Linked DNA regions of Sus scrofa: region 2 is linked to region 1. The links are chromatin contacts, called in public HiChIP or PLAC-seq maps. All regions are on one chromosome and are shown on one strand. The core of a region is the stretch at or near the end of the contact, and the rest is flanking DNA. Distances in the headings are between cores, read along the strand shown. Region 1 holds the start of RPL26 (ribosomal protein L26). Region 2 holds the start of NDEL1 (nudE nuclear distribution E homolog (A. nidulans)-like 1).

Region 1 (7,284 bases), core at 1,427-3,926:
TTGCAGCACACCTAAAATCTCTTCAGATGGGATTGCTCTGCAAACAAGCAATTTGCCAATAACTGCTGTGCTTGCCTCCTCCCGTCAAGCATCCGCAAAAACCTCAAGAACACCCACCTTGCTGGGGTGAATGCCCACATGGACAGTTGTGCCATTAGCCTTCTCCCGCTGCACTCGTTCAATGTAGATGACGTATTTCTTCCTGTAAACCTGGACTACTTTGCCAATCTGCTGCCCCTTGTAGTGCCCTCGTACAACCTAAATGCAGAATTCAAAAATAGCAGATATAGGTGGATAAGAGAACATTAAACCTGTCGGGAACACTATGAACCAGGTAAACATCACTTCCTCTATGCGGCTATATATATGCCCTTCCAGTTTTCAAAGACCCAATCATTAATGGAAGCGTGCCAGTAATTCTCTCTTTGGCTTTAACTAACCTGCAAATAAACTATACTCCATATAAATCTCCAGTGATGGCCGGAGCATCCCTACAAAAGACGACCCATCGGCAGTTCCTGCTGTGGTCCAAAGGGATTGGTGGCATCTCTGGAACGCAGGGACACAGGTTCCTGGTGCGGTGGGTTAAGGATGCAGGGTTGCTGTGCAGTGTAAGTAGCAACTGCGGCTCAGATTTGATGCCTGGCCCGGGAACTCCATATGCTGTGGGGCAGCCAAAAAAGGAAGCCAACAAGCTCACCTTGATTTTTTGACCAAGTTGACAAGGAAACTGTCACCCCATCTCAAAAGGAACAGGCCAGAGGCCAAAAATATTTAATTCACAACCCATTAAAGTGTCCAATTCACTGCCAGAGAGTGGGCAGCAGCTAATATTTAAGGGAGCATACCAGTTCTTTCCCAAAGGTTAACTAACTTCATTCTCTACCCAGGAGTCCCAGTGATTGGCAGCTTACTAAACAGCTTCTGAACAGATGTTTCCTTCTGGTCAGACTTTCTCATGTAAAAATATCTTGAAAGCAGAGAAGACTGCCTCCCAAATCTCCTGGCAGTTTTAGCACCAGCACAGAAGGGACAAATGGCTGTTCTCAACCCCTACCACTATTTGGGAACTTTAATAATGTTGCTAACATGAAGTTGCTTTAGAGACTGCTTGAATCTTTTAATCAGGTAGGAAACATTTATAGAAAATTTCACTTAAATAGATTTGACAAATTATTTACTAGTGTTTGCAAACAATCATATGAAACATGATTCAGTTAGGACTTCTATAGTTTGGATTTTTTGGGTCTTTTTAGGGCTGCACCTTTGGCATATGGAAGTTCCCAGGCTAGGGGTCCAATCCGAGCTACAGCTGCTGGCCTACACCACAGCTTACAGCAACGCCGGCAACCCACTGAGTGAGGCCAGGGATCAAGCCCCCATCCTCATGGATGCTAGTCAGATTCGTTAACCCTGCTGTCTGGATTTTGACTCAGACACACAATTGTTTACTAGTCCTCAAATGCCTCCTCAACAACCAAACATACCCAGAAAAAAATACTCCCCAATCTAATGTTATGGTTCCAAGCCATCTTTCTTTTGTTTAACTATGACTGCATCTGATACTTGGGGCAACTGATTTTCACCAAAGTAAAGGTGAAGAAAGCAGCACACTTTTTATACTTTAGTCCCTGGCTCAACATCTTTCTACTCCGTGTTCTGGGAGCCAGTGTCTCAGATGTGTCCCTTGCAGAACGCAGTCCACCGTCTATGCCAAATGTGTGGGACATCCGCTATGATGATAAGAACACAGCACATACCTGAACTTCATCGTCCTTTCGGATGGGCATGGATCGAACATTGTACTTCTGTCTCAGCTCTTTGGAAAGAGGGGAAGACATAATCTTCCTGCGAATGTGGGAAGGTGCATTGAAATGCCTTTTACGGTTCTTGCTTCGGTCGGAGGTCACAAAAGGATTGAACTTCATTTTGGCTAAATAAAAAATTAAATGTAAACCCTTACACGGCCAAAACCTCACTCAGTTTATAAACAAGTAACTGCAACAGTTTCATCTCGAACGTTTACAACGCTCACAGAAATTGTCATAAATCCTTTAACTCCACCAAAACAGAACTTTCCACTATCAACACTTGTTTTAAACTTCTTGTGTAAGGAAGCTAAGATAGGACTTACATCTACTGAATTAGGGCAAAGCAGATTGACAACTCAATTTAAATAGAATCACGTTTTAGAAAGACCAATCAACGTTAGCCTACGGAGTGTGAGCACATTTGAACCCCTCCACAATGAATGAAACCAGGCTCCTCATCCCGAACCTGGAAAACGCACAGAACTCGAGTCCAAAAAGGCGTCTGACGGGCGAACGCGATCTGAAAGTTCTGCACATTTACCAAGAAACTATATGGAGATCATTACTTCGGAAACCACACTGCACAGGCTAGATTCCATCGCAACAGGCTCCCTCCCCTTTAGCGCTGGTTTCCAAGTCCCAAAGTCTCTCTCCTCCTCCCCCAGCCCGGAGGCCCTTTGGATAGGGGAAAAACAGGCCGAGACCATCCTGGCCCCCCTCTCTGGCTGCTACTCGACCTCCAGAACATGATCTAGGTCCCCGGGATCGAGAGCCACCGTGCTCGTGAACGGATGGCTGCAGATTATATGCACTGTCCGGGGAAATTCTCACCCGCTGGCGCTTCAGCGATGGCCGCAAAAGGGAAGAGAACCACAGTCGTCTTCCGGTTGTGTAAGTTTCCGAGAGATCTCGCGAGACAGATGTTTCTTGGAGCGAGAGAGGCACGGCGTTGACGGCGGAGAGGAAACTGGGAACGAAACTGATGACTACCGACCTCTTGTGTCTCGGAGGGGAACTGTGAGGGACTGCAAAACACTTCTCCAGGTCCTGGTTCCTCCCTTGGGAGCTGTGGGTTCCACAGGTGAGTTCTCTGGGAACAGTGGTACCTGGGCGAGTGGCGGGGGCTGCTCAGGCTCTGACTCTTGCTGCGGGTGTTGAGGGAACGAGCGGCTCCAGGGACCCCTGCCCCTTCACTCCCTAGCGCCCGGCGACTGGTATCCCATTAGCCGGGAAAGAGCAGGTCCTATATTTGAAAGCAAGGTGGCGCTGGGATTCCGGCAGGCCGGGCACCTCGATTACCTGGACAATCCCGCCCAAGCCACGGGCGTGGGTCTGTTTGGTGTGTCTGTCCGGTAGCCAGCTCCAGCCCCACGGCCGCTGCCGCCCCCAGGCCGCGGCGTGTGCCGACTGCTCCGTGGGGTCCGCCCGAGGTTCGGCTCCCGCCGGCAAGAGGCCTTCCAAGGACTGGGGCCCGGGTCCTCCTCCCACCCCGCCCAAGTAGGTCCGCGTTTTTAACGAGCTCCCAGGGGACACCGAGGGTGCTGGTCCAAGATCGCGCTTTGAAGGAGCGCGGCGTGGGGAAGCCTTTCCCGCCGAGAGCTGTGCCCTTTTCCGAATTGCACTGCCTGCTCTCATTCGGTTCAGGATCTGATGGAAGCAAGGCAAGGGGGCGCGCTCCCCTTGCAAAAGGACTGCACTGCGGGGTGAGCGCCGGCCGCGCCCCTGCTGAGGGATCGGTTTCTGCTGAGTGAGTAAGGCGGCTGTCATGCTGGGGGAAGACACGCGTTGCGTGGTACAACGAGCAGTGAGCTTTCCGAGTGTTGGGGACACTCTTCCACTCCCTGCAATTTTCGCTCCTTTATTCCACCAGACAGCCTCGGGTCCTGGTATTGTCCCATTTTACAGATGGGACACTGGACCACAGAGAAGTGAGAGGAGCTTGTGCGAGGTTATAGGAACCCATATAAATCCTGTCATGAACAACAAGGTTATATATAAATCTTGCCTCTAACCAAGCCATGCAGGCTGGCTTCCCAGCCCCTTCTCGTAATTCTATGTACAGTCCCATTTGTAATACCCCATTGGGTCAAGTCAAAGAGTGGATTCAGTCAAGAACAAATGTTTTCATGATTTAAAAAGAGTTGTGTTCTTACACATGCTGTGAAGAAGTTCCCCGGGGTTTTATTTGTAATTCAGGAATCCAGGGGTTGCCAGTTGTGGTGCAGCGGAAATAAATCTGACTAGTATTCATGAGGATGCAGGTTTGATCCCTGGCCTTGTTCAGTGGGACAGGCATCCAGCGTTGCCGTGAGCTCTGGTGTAGGGTGTAGGGTGTAGGTCGCAGATGCACTTCACATCCTGCGTTGCTGTGGCTGCAGAGCAGGCCGGCAGCTGTAGCTGGGGTTCAGTCCCTAGCCTGGGAACTTCCATGTGCTGCAGGTGCAGCCCTAAAAAGATAAAAAGAAAAAAAAAAAAAAAAGCAGAATTCTCGTGCTGCAATTGATTTCAACAAATGTTTATGGAGCACTTTCATGGGCCAGCTCAGAGTTGCACACTGGAGCTACAAAGTGGAATTAGTCCAAGTTCGTCCCTGCAGGAAACTCATTGTCTAAGAAGAGAAATAAAAGGAGATCAATGACCCCAAGACCCCAGAAAAGCGCTCCCTGGGCCGGCAGCACTTGGCACTTCTGTGCTGTGGGAAGAGGAGAAGCCTGGGGTCAGGGAAGGCCTGGGCTGAGGTCACCCTTGACTGAGGTTGGAGGAGTGTTCAAATCAGCTCCACGCAGCAGCGGGAGAGCTTGAGGGAGGGCTGGAGGTGGAAGGCCCCTGACCCGTGGTCTGGAGCTCTGGGAGCCAGGTCTGGGTGGCTGGCCTGAGAGGCATTCAGAGAGATGCCTGGGGGGCGCCGGCGTTGAGCTGAGTGTGTTTCGGACACGGGAAGCCGGGGAGTTGGCGCGGACTCCTGCCTTCCTGTCTGCTCTCCATCCTCTTGCTTCTTCACGTCTTTGCTAGTTCCTTCGTCGGCTCCCCAGTCATCTTCCTCTCCTCCCTGTGTCTCAGCCTCCCGGCTTTCTGCACTGTCACCACCCTCTCAGGCCACCTTCCCTCCCTCCCTCCCACACCCTCAGCCTGCCCTTTGGAAGCCTGACTGCCTTCTACAGGGTGAGATTTCTACAGACCCAACACCCAGATGCTGGAGGCCTAGTTGCAGACTCTGTTTATCTTCCCTGGTGGCTGTTGGGTGTCTGGGCCCTACCCGGCCTGGCTGCCCTCGCTCTTGCTCACATTCCTCTTCCACGAGGCCTTTTAAACTGACCCCTTAGGGTCCTTTTACAGGCAGTCTTTGTGAAGCCCCAAGACCCACCAAAGCCGGTGTTGTCCAGATGTCCTGCCTGCATCCCTGGGCAGAACTGTTTTCCAGACACCAAACCCTGGTGTTTATTTATTCATTTGTTCCTTCAGTCACTCATTCATTCCCTCGAGCCTTTTTCAAATATTTATCCAGCTTTCCCCTTCTGCTGACCTCTGTGCGGGGCGCTTGGTGAGCTCTCCGCCAGGTCAGCAAGACCTGGGAGCACGTGGTCTAGGACGTGGAGGCGGCCGTGTCCACAGACAGGCCTGAGCCAGTGTCTGCAGGCACGGTGGGCTGCGGCGGCGGGGGGCACAGCCTAGGAGCGGCCCCTCCTGACCCTGCTGGGGGGACGGGAGGTCTTTGTGGGTAACCCTTGAACGGTTTCTGGAAAGCTCGGTAGAAGTTCTCCAGGTAGACACGGGGGGAAGGGCCCGAGCCGGGGCCCAGAGGCCTGCACCAGCCGCCTGGGGGAGCCTGCCGTGGTTCGTGCGGAGAATTAGTTGTGGCGTTGGTTGGTCTTACCTGGGTTAGAGGGGCGTGGAGGCAAGTGGGAAGTTGTCAGGATGGGCGAGGTTGTTTATTTGGTGCCCGAAAAGGACATGTGGACTGAGAGGGAGAAGTGGCGATTGCGGAAGAGCTGCCTGAGTCATCAGGCTTCCGTGAGGGCAGAGGTCCCAGGCCTGAGCGCAGAGAAGTCTGGACTGCTGAGCCCAGGCTCCTGGCAGCCCCAGCCCCAGGCCGCCAGCCACGGATGGATCCTTCCACCTGCCTGAAGCCAGGCTATGCAGTGTATCTGAGCGTTAACCGGTGTCGTGATGGGAGGTGGCAAAGTGTGAGTGAGTGTGTGCGTGTGAGTGTAAGGGGCCGGCCTCTAAACAAGGGGCGAAGGAAGGAGTAACAGTTTATGTTTAACCGGGACCTCTGCCTCTGTCTCCATGTAATGTTATCTTCCTCTAGTGCCCTAACCCCAGGGTGGTTGCTCAAAGCAAAACGTTTTATTTGAGAAAGAAAAGGAAAGAGGAGTTCCCCGGTGGCGCAGTGGATTAAGGACCTAGCGTTATGACAGCAGGGTTCAGTCCCTGGCCTGGGAACTTCCACATGCCCTGGGTGTGGCCAAAACCAAAAAGTCTCCCAAAGAAGCACAATAAATGGTGGGGCTCAATGAAATCCGTAGGAACTTAAGAACAATGAGAATATTAACCTTTTTAACCTTCCTTCCTGGGGTGCCTCTTAAGCCTAAGATGTCACACCTCGAACCGGACCAACCAGCCCCACAGAGCCAGCAGCTGACCCTCTTGAACCACAGGACAAGCAGTCTGGCGGCTCGCGAATGTTCTTGGGGCCAGATCCTCACCCGGTAACAGGTATGTTCACTGAAGATCTCTTTAGCTTCTGTTGAAATTTTTCAATTTCAGTTTTCAGTAATACATATGTTTACTTCGTTCAAAAAGTCAGAAATTGGAGTTCCTGTCGTGGCGCAGTGGTTAACGAATCCGACTAGGAACCATGAGGTTGCGGGTTCGATCCCTGCCCTTGCTCAGTGGGTTAACGATCCGGCGTTGTCGTGAGCTGCAGTGTAGGTCGCAGACGCGGCTCGGATCCCGCGTTGCTGTGGCTCTGGCGTAGGCCGGTGGCTACAGCTCCGATTCAACCCCTAGCCTGGGAACCTCCATATGCCGCGGGAGCGGCCCAAGAAATAGCAACAACAGCAACAACAACAACAACAGACAAAAGACAAAAGACAAAAAAAAAAAAAAAAAAAAAAAGTCAGAAATTACCAAAGGGAGAGGGAGACGTTCCCTCGCTGTTCCATCACTGTCTCACCCCTTCCCAGCTCGTCACTGTTCACGAGTGGTTTGGTGTCTCTTCCCAGTTGCTTTAAGCACAAGTAACCCAATTGGGACGTAAATCCCATCTCCCCCCCACCCTTTTGCTTTTTAGGGCCGTACCTGCGGCACATGGAAGTTCCCAGGCGCGGGGTAGAATCCCAGTTTCAGCTGCCGGCCTACACCCCAGCCACAGCAGTGCAGGATCTGAGCTGCGTCCTCAGGTCAGATCACGGCTCAGCTCACGGCAATGCCGGATCCTTAACCCACTGAGCGAGGCCAGGGATCGAACCCG
Region 2 (7,284 bases), core at 2,952-5,451, 48 kb after region 1:
GGGGGCACAGTAAACGAGTGTCTGCTCAGTGCCTGGTGCTGGGGGATGTTCGCACAGTCGCCACTGTTCCGCACTCGCTGAGCTCTGGTTCCTTGGGGGAGGTCGGGCACCTCCGCGACTGAAAAGCCGTGTTCAGCAAGTCTCCTGTGAACTTAGGCGCACTTCCTTTGGGACTTTAGGGACCAGGGAAGGCTTCCTGGAGGAGGCTGCAATGAATGCGACTTCAAAAGGCAGAGACAGGGGTGTTCGTGTTGTGGCTCAGTGGTTAACGAATCCGACTGGGAACCATGAAGTTGCGGGTTTGATCCCTGGCCTTGCTCAGTGAGTTAAGGATCTGGCGTTGACATGAGCTGTTGAGCTGCAGACGCTGCTTGGATTTGCTGCAGTTCCAATTCGACCCCTAGCCTGGGAACCTCCATGTGCCACAGGAGCGTCCCTAGAAAATGACAAAAAGACAAAAAAAAAAAAAAAAAAAAAAAAGCCCAGGGAGGGAGGGGGCTGTCAAACTGAGGGACGCGGGGGAGGGTCTGCTTAGAGCGCTGGGTAAAATGCAGGAAGGGCACTGGGGAAGTAGGTTGGAGTTGCTCTGGGGGCCTTGGATGCCAGACTTTGTACTTTATTGCAAGGTGACAAGGTGCCATAACAAGTTTTGGATCTGGTGGTGCTCTGTGCGCTGTGGGATTTTAGAAGATTATTCTGATGGCTGTGTGGACTGCAGGGCTGGAGCAAGAAACTCGAGGCAGAGAGGTCCGGAAAGGGAGACTTTGGATGGGGCAGATTCAGGGGCAGACTCCTGGAAGTATATTATTTTGAGGGTTTATGAAGAGCAAGTCTTTCAGGTTTGGTGACCACATGAGTGACATGAAAGCTGAGGAAGGGGACACTTAAGGGTGATGTGACGAGGCATTTGTGCCTTAGTGACAGGGGGAGTGATGACACCGGCAGAAAGATGAAACCCTTTTTGGAAGTTTCAGCTGGTGGAAATGGAAAATCTGCTTGCGGTTTAGACATGAAGCCTTGGAGCTGGTGACGGCGGACAGCAGCTGTTAGCAACCAGCCAGCCCTGCCTGATCTATGCCTCTGAGGCTTAGAAAATTTTGGCCCCCAAAATGTAGCGATGAGATTGAATCCAGCCTTTGAGTTGTCCGCTCCTCTGAGTCAACGGTACACACGCCCCATCTCCTTAAGAGTTTTCACGGCAGACCCGTGGGCACTGTGTCCCTTTTGATGAGTGATGTGGCCAGGGTCCACGTTCTCATTAGCTAGCGTCTGTGTCAGTGTTTGGACCTCTCCCAAGGAAGCTGCTCAGCCCCCTCCCCCAGCGGTGGAACCTGGCCTTCCTTTCCTGAGTCTCAGAGTTTGCTGAAGGGACGATGTGATGCTCTCAAGAGACTTCGACCCTGACCACCGTGGCTCGATCCACGAAAGACCTTGGAAGGGGACCCATGGCTCAGCAAACCCCTTCCGAGTGGTTTATATAGACAGGGTCGGGCAATCCTCACTCACCTTTCTACCTTCACAAAGCTGATTTCTCTTTTGGGGAGGGAGCTACACCTGTGGCTGGAACCACAGAGATCGAACCTGTGCCCCAGCAGTGACTGGAGCCACAACAGTGACAATGCCAGATCCTCAACCCTTCACAAAGCTGACTTTTTAACCTCTTTTCCCCTTGGAGGCTGCCCTCTGTCTTCATTTTCGCTTGATTTTCCCGGGAGGGACACACTGCAAGTGGGGAGTGGGAACAGGTCGCTATTACTTGGGAGAAAACTCAACAGACACAGAGAAAGGAGATCAGTATGGGGCTTGGATACTTCTGAGAACCCTGCCAAGCAAAGCCCATTCATTAAGATGAGGCCAACACACCAGGCCTGATAAACGCAAGTTCTGGGTCCAGGCTGTGTGGGAGGGGTGGTGGCCTGGAAGATGACGCCAACACTTTCTGGAGGGCGTGGCCTGCCATTAGGTGACTCAGTGTGCTTCCCAGGACTTCAGCCAGGAGACAGGGATCAGAGTTGCAGCTTTTATTTTTTCCTCTTGGGGTGGGACTGTTCTATCTTGGCACGAGGTCCACAGGAAGGCCGCCCTGCTTAATCACCTCTCGGCCTGTGATCTCATCCACCAGAGCACAGCTTCAGCCAGGAAAGCAGAGCCCCAGAGCCTGAAACAGCTTCCACGAGCTCTCAGGTCACTGGGCTTGGACTAAGACCTGCTTGGGTTTTTTGTTGTTTTTTTTGTTTTTAATGGCTGCACCTGCAGCCTATGGACGTTCCCGGGCCAGGGACTGAATCTGAGCTGCAGCTGTGGCAGTGCTAGATCCTTAACCCACTGTGCTGGGCCAGGGATGGAACCCGCCCCTCCACAGTGACCCACGCTGCTGCATTTGGGTTCTTAACCCACTGTGCCATAGTGGGAACTCCAAGACCTGCTTGGGTTTAAACCCCAGCTCCCCTAGGCCTCAGTTTTCCAAAACATAAAATGGAGATAATAATTCCAGCCTCACAAGCTGCCTGTGAGGACTGAGAGAGGAAGTGTATGTACAACTCTTAGCGCACTGCTCTGGCCCAATTAATGGTCCTTATTAATAGTCCTCCTTGAATGGCAGTACAGGAGTGGTTAGTAGTATGGTTTCTGGAGTTAGACAGTCCAGACTAGGTGCGTTTGAACTGTGAGAACTCCTTTTTCTTTTCTTTTTTGTCTTTTTGCCTTTTGAGGGCTGCTCCCACGGCATATGGAGATTCCCAGGCTAGGGGTCGAATTGGAGCTGTAGCCACTGGCCTACGCCAGAGCCACAGAGACGCGGGATCTGAGCTGTGTCTGTGACCTACACCACAGCTCACGGCAACGCCAGATCCTTAACTCACTGAGCAAGGCTGGGGATTGAACCCGCAACCTCATGGTTCCTAGTCGGATTCGTCAACCACTGAGCCACGAAGGGAACTCCGAAAACTCCTTTTTCTAGTTGAGTGACATTGGGCAACTTCATCTCGCTTAGTCTCGGTTTCCTCATTGGTAAAATGGGAATAATAACAGTACCTATCTCATGGGGTTATTGTGAGAATTGAATTATGCAGACAAAGCCTTTGGCACACCTGCCAGTACATACAAAGGGCACAGCAAAAGTAAACTGTTCAACCTGCTCTCCTTCAGAGTCTAACTCAAAGTTCCATACTTTCTAACACCCCAAATCACTTTTCAGATTTTCACTGGACATCTCTTAGAATCCATTTTGTGCTGTTCCCCTTTATGTCCATGCCTTGAGGCTCGTACCAACACATCATTGTGTCCAAAAGCCCCACAAATCCAGTCCCAAGAGCACTGACATAAGAGAATTACAGGGTACGTGAAACGTCCAAAGTTCCTAAAATTGCTTTTAAAACACTTCTCTTTCTCCAAGTTTCCACACACTAATCAGCTGCCCTTCATTTCTCTCCTTTCTGAGCCAGTCTCTCCCCACCTTCTCCCTCCACACCCCCAAGTCTTCTTCTCCAAGTCTCCTAGGGGATGTACATATATATGGATTCCATTAGTTGGGGGCCCTGAAGGGATGAAAACACGTACGCACATATGTACATATACATGGATATATTTATATTCCCTTGGTGCCCTCAATGAATCCATTCACTCATTCAACAAATATCTGAGCACCCACCCTGGGACCAAGCTATCTGCTGGGATAAGCAAGGAATGAGGTTCCGGTTCTCATGGAACTTACATCTTACTGGAGGAAGACAAGAAGTAGCATAAAATTTCAGCTAGTGGACGTGCCCTTAAACCGACATAGCTCCGTGTGAGAGTGTGACGGTGCTAGAATACACCTGGTACGGTATTGGGTGGTCGGGGTGGACTCGGATGTGAGATCTGAGCCGAGATTCTTCTTTCAAACGGGAACCCCGAAACAGACACTTGTAGGGTTTGGTGGATGAAAACTGGGAGGCGGGTTCTCATCTACGGTAGTGCCACTTTCCGGAACGCAGAGTCTTTCCGGGGACCCGCGAAAGTCGTAAACGGCACGCCGCGCGGGCCCGGGGCGCCTGCGCAGAAGGCCTCCGCCAGCCTGACGTCAGCGCGCCGGCCCGGCCCGGCCCCGTGTGACGCCATCCCTGCCACAGCCCCGCCCTAGCCGCCCGCGCGCTCGTGCGCATGCTCGGGCCCCGCCCCCGTGCGTCACAGAATGGCCTCGGACACCCAGGCAGCCTCTGACGTGTCGGGGAGGAGCCGGGCGCGGAGGTGCGCGGAGTGGAGCTCAGGACTGCGGCGGGGAGCGGAGCCGAGCGGCTGGGCGGGCCTGGCCAGGCCAGCGGAGCGGAGACGTCGGTCGAGCGGTGGCGAACATGCGCTTTTGACACATTGGAGGTGAGCCTGCCGTGCGGGGCCGCTCCCGAGGGCGCCGGACCCGGCCGACGGCGCCGAGGCCTGTCCCCGCGGAGCCTGCCAGCCCCGGGGGCTGTGTCCGAGCCCCCGCCGGGCTGGGCCGGGCCCGGGTTCTGGGGCGGCCAGTCCGGGGCCAACTGTTTCAACCGCTCTAACTGCCCCCTCCCCGCCCTGGTCCGAGGTGTGGCCCACCTGGGGCGCCTGGAAGGGAGCGAGCCGGGCGGCCTCCGGAGGATGTGCCCGCATCCGGGGGTGGGGTGAGGGATGGCGGGGACGGAGGCCGGGACGTGGCACCGTGGGCCGGGAAGCTGGTCGCGCAAGGGGTGGCTCCGCTGGAGGTGGCAGCGGCGCGCCCAGCCCTCCCCCTCCCCAGCCCCCATCCCGCATCCCTTCATCTGGAGGGTGGTTCGGAGCCAGGTTGGATTCTGAATTCTCGTTGCTTCTCTCCCACGGGGGGCGAGAGCGGAAGCTGCCCACCTTGAGCTCCGGTGGCATTCCTGTGATTGCCAGCTCCGAACTGCTAATTACCCCTCTCGGAGTTCAGGAAAGTGTCACCAAACGGGTTCGGGTTGCTTGTACTCGCCTTTGTTTTTTAGCTGGTAAGCAACGAAGTGACCCTTTTAAGGTTTGCCTGGGAATTGAGGGTGCTTCACGGATAATTTCATTACGTTTCTCTAGGCGCCTTTACACGTTTGAGAACACCCTTGTTATCTCGGCTTTGAACCTCATCACCTCGTTAGTGGTTGTCTGTGATTCTACCCATAGAGAAATTGAGACCAGGTCGGGTGGGGGTTTTGGTGATTTATTCTGTGGATTCCACCAACCAGTGAGAGGCTTCTCTTGGTTCAGAATTTGCGTCTCCCTGCCTGGAGTTGTGGTTTCTTTCCGTGAGATTTTTACATCCTTCTCAGCTGGAGAGCAAAATAGTAAATTTGACTTGCCAGAACTATACCAGAAGCTAGTAGAAGATTTATTCAAATTTTTTTCAGCAGACCCACCTAGGATGAGGATTGCTGCTCAGTTTTAAGAAAAATCCTACGCTGAAACTTGTCCACGGTTGGCTAATTATTTTGTCTGATAAGTTGTGTTGCTTTTAATTTGTTTATGAAAGAGGGTAATGGCTTTGCTAAGTCATGAAGTTGGGGGGGTAAAATGCAGCATTAAGTCGTGTTGAAGAGAATAAAAGGGAACTAAAATATTTCCTCTGAATTTTTATTAAGTTGTTTAAAATCAGATGTCATAAGGAACAAAATCCCCCCTTTGGCCAGCCCTGGTTTCACATTGACCTGATTCAGATAGAAGTTGCTAAATCTTATGAAGCTTTTTTTTTTTTTCCTGTTTTGGCGTAAATTTTTTGTTTTTGGCTGTGGTGTGCAGTGGCTTGATGTGGGATCTCAGTTCCCAGACCAGGGATTGACCCCAGGCCACAGGTGAAAGCCCCAAATCTAACTACGCTACTGCTCTGGAATTCCCTGTTTAGGTTTTTTTAATTAAATAAATTGAAATTGGGTGAGGAATGCTTAAAATAAGTAGAAACCTCAGTAAAAACTTAGATGTTGCTTTCATGATCTCTCCAACACTTATTTTTATTTTCATGTTAAGTCATGCTGGGGTAAATTTGGTTACTAAAGCTTAAAATTACTTCTGACATAAGTTTTTGCTCTTTATAAGGTAGAAAAATAAGTCAGGACCAAGAGGGAGACCATATTTATGCTCAACTTTGAAAAGTTTGAAATTCTGTAATTGTTACTTTTGGGAGAAGTAGAAGAATTTCGTAAAAAGGTATTTATTATCTACGGTGAATTCCAGAAGAACTTTTCCAGCCTCAGGAGTCCATTCTGCAACGATCAACAAAGAGACAGTTCATATAAAATGAATTTTCTTACCATTGCACAAAGAATAGTTTCTTTGTAAATACAGCATTTTGAAAGGCTGTTTTATGCCGTAATGAGTTGATTTGTCAGCTGCCAGACAGCTGAAGGTCATATACCGTATGCTAATGACCCAGGTAAGAGTTGTTTCGGGGTCACGCCCCATCCATGAGACGCCCCATCCATGAGACGTGGCGTTGAGGGAAGATTGGGTATCGGCAAAGAGTATATGATCATCTACCCTCATTTCAGCTTCAAGATTATAGATGTGTCATTAAAGCTAATTTATTTATTTATTTGTTTTTAGCAGTGTAGTTTTCTGTGTTGGCCAACTCTCTATAGCCTGATATCTCCAGTTACAAAGTTTCAGATAACACAGTGAACACATCCTCCTGCTGTAACTTGAAGCAAAATGAACAGATTGTCTTTATTGCCCCTGAGAACATCTTTTGAATATCTGCAGTGGCAGCACATTTTTGTTATCTGTAAAAAAAAAAAAAAAAAATCTGATTTTTGGAAAGAATAAATCTGATGAATAAAATTAGCGTGATTAGAGTGATAAAGCTGGATGATATTAGGAAGCAGTTGAAGCGAGGTGGGACCACAAAGAAAGAGCTTTTTGTTTAGTTTTTAATCTAGTTCATTAAGGCTATTTCTAAAGAGATTGTAGAAATGTTTTCAGTAATGGTGGTATCACTGAAATATGCACATAGCTTCCAGAAGTGATTAATTTTAAGGAGTCATTTGTTATAAATTCTGAAGCGCATTTATTTTGTGGTTGTACTTCAGAGGTCAGCAACTGAACCACAGTTTTTTAAAATAATAAAATTTATGCTGTGTTTACTGTGTGCTAGACTCTGTACTAAGTACGTGCAAATACTAACTCAGTCTTCAAAACACCCCTGTTTTTAATAATTTTCCCCATTTTGTAGGCGAGGAAATGGGTCACTGAGTGATTAGCTAACTCGCCCAAGGTCAGCTAGTGGAGGACTCTCATTCAGACCTGGGCAGTCTGGCTCCAGGTCTGGGCTCTTAACAGCTA

What was found. HiChIP or PLAC-seq counts read pairs in DNA pulled down with a chosen protein or histone mark.
Region 2: a contact with region 1 is called in an H3K27ac HiChIP or PLAC-seq map of alveolar macrophages. The contact joins the promoter of NDEL1 here to the promoter of RPL26 in region 1. A contact is called at or near these places in 6 of 47 Hi-C or Micro-C datasets (alveolar macrophages, blood, epiblast stem cells and 3 more) and 2 of 2 datasets of contacts at active chromatin or transcription factors (alveolar macrophages and skeletal muscle).

Annotation. Positions count from the first base shown.
Region 1 is chr12:53,550,777-53,558,060 of Sscrofa11.1, forward strand. RPL26 (ribosomal protein L26) reads right to left here and starts at 2,677. Exons shown (of 4, transcript NM_001243458.1): 1 at 2,643-2,677; 2 at 1,761-1,933; 3 at 118-258. The coding sequence starts at 1,928. It also overlaps a transcript of NDEL1 not described here.
Region 2 is chr12:53,597,632-53,604,915 of Sscrofa11.1, forward strand. NDEL1 (nudE nuclear distribution E homolog (A. nidulans)-like 1) reads left to right here and starts at 4,202. Exons shown (of 9, transcript NM_001243862.1): 1 at 4,202-4,353.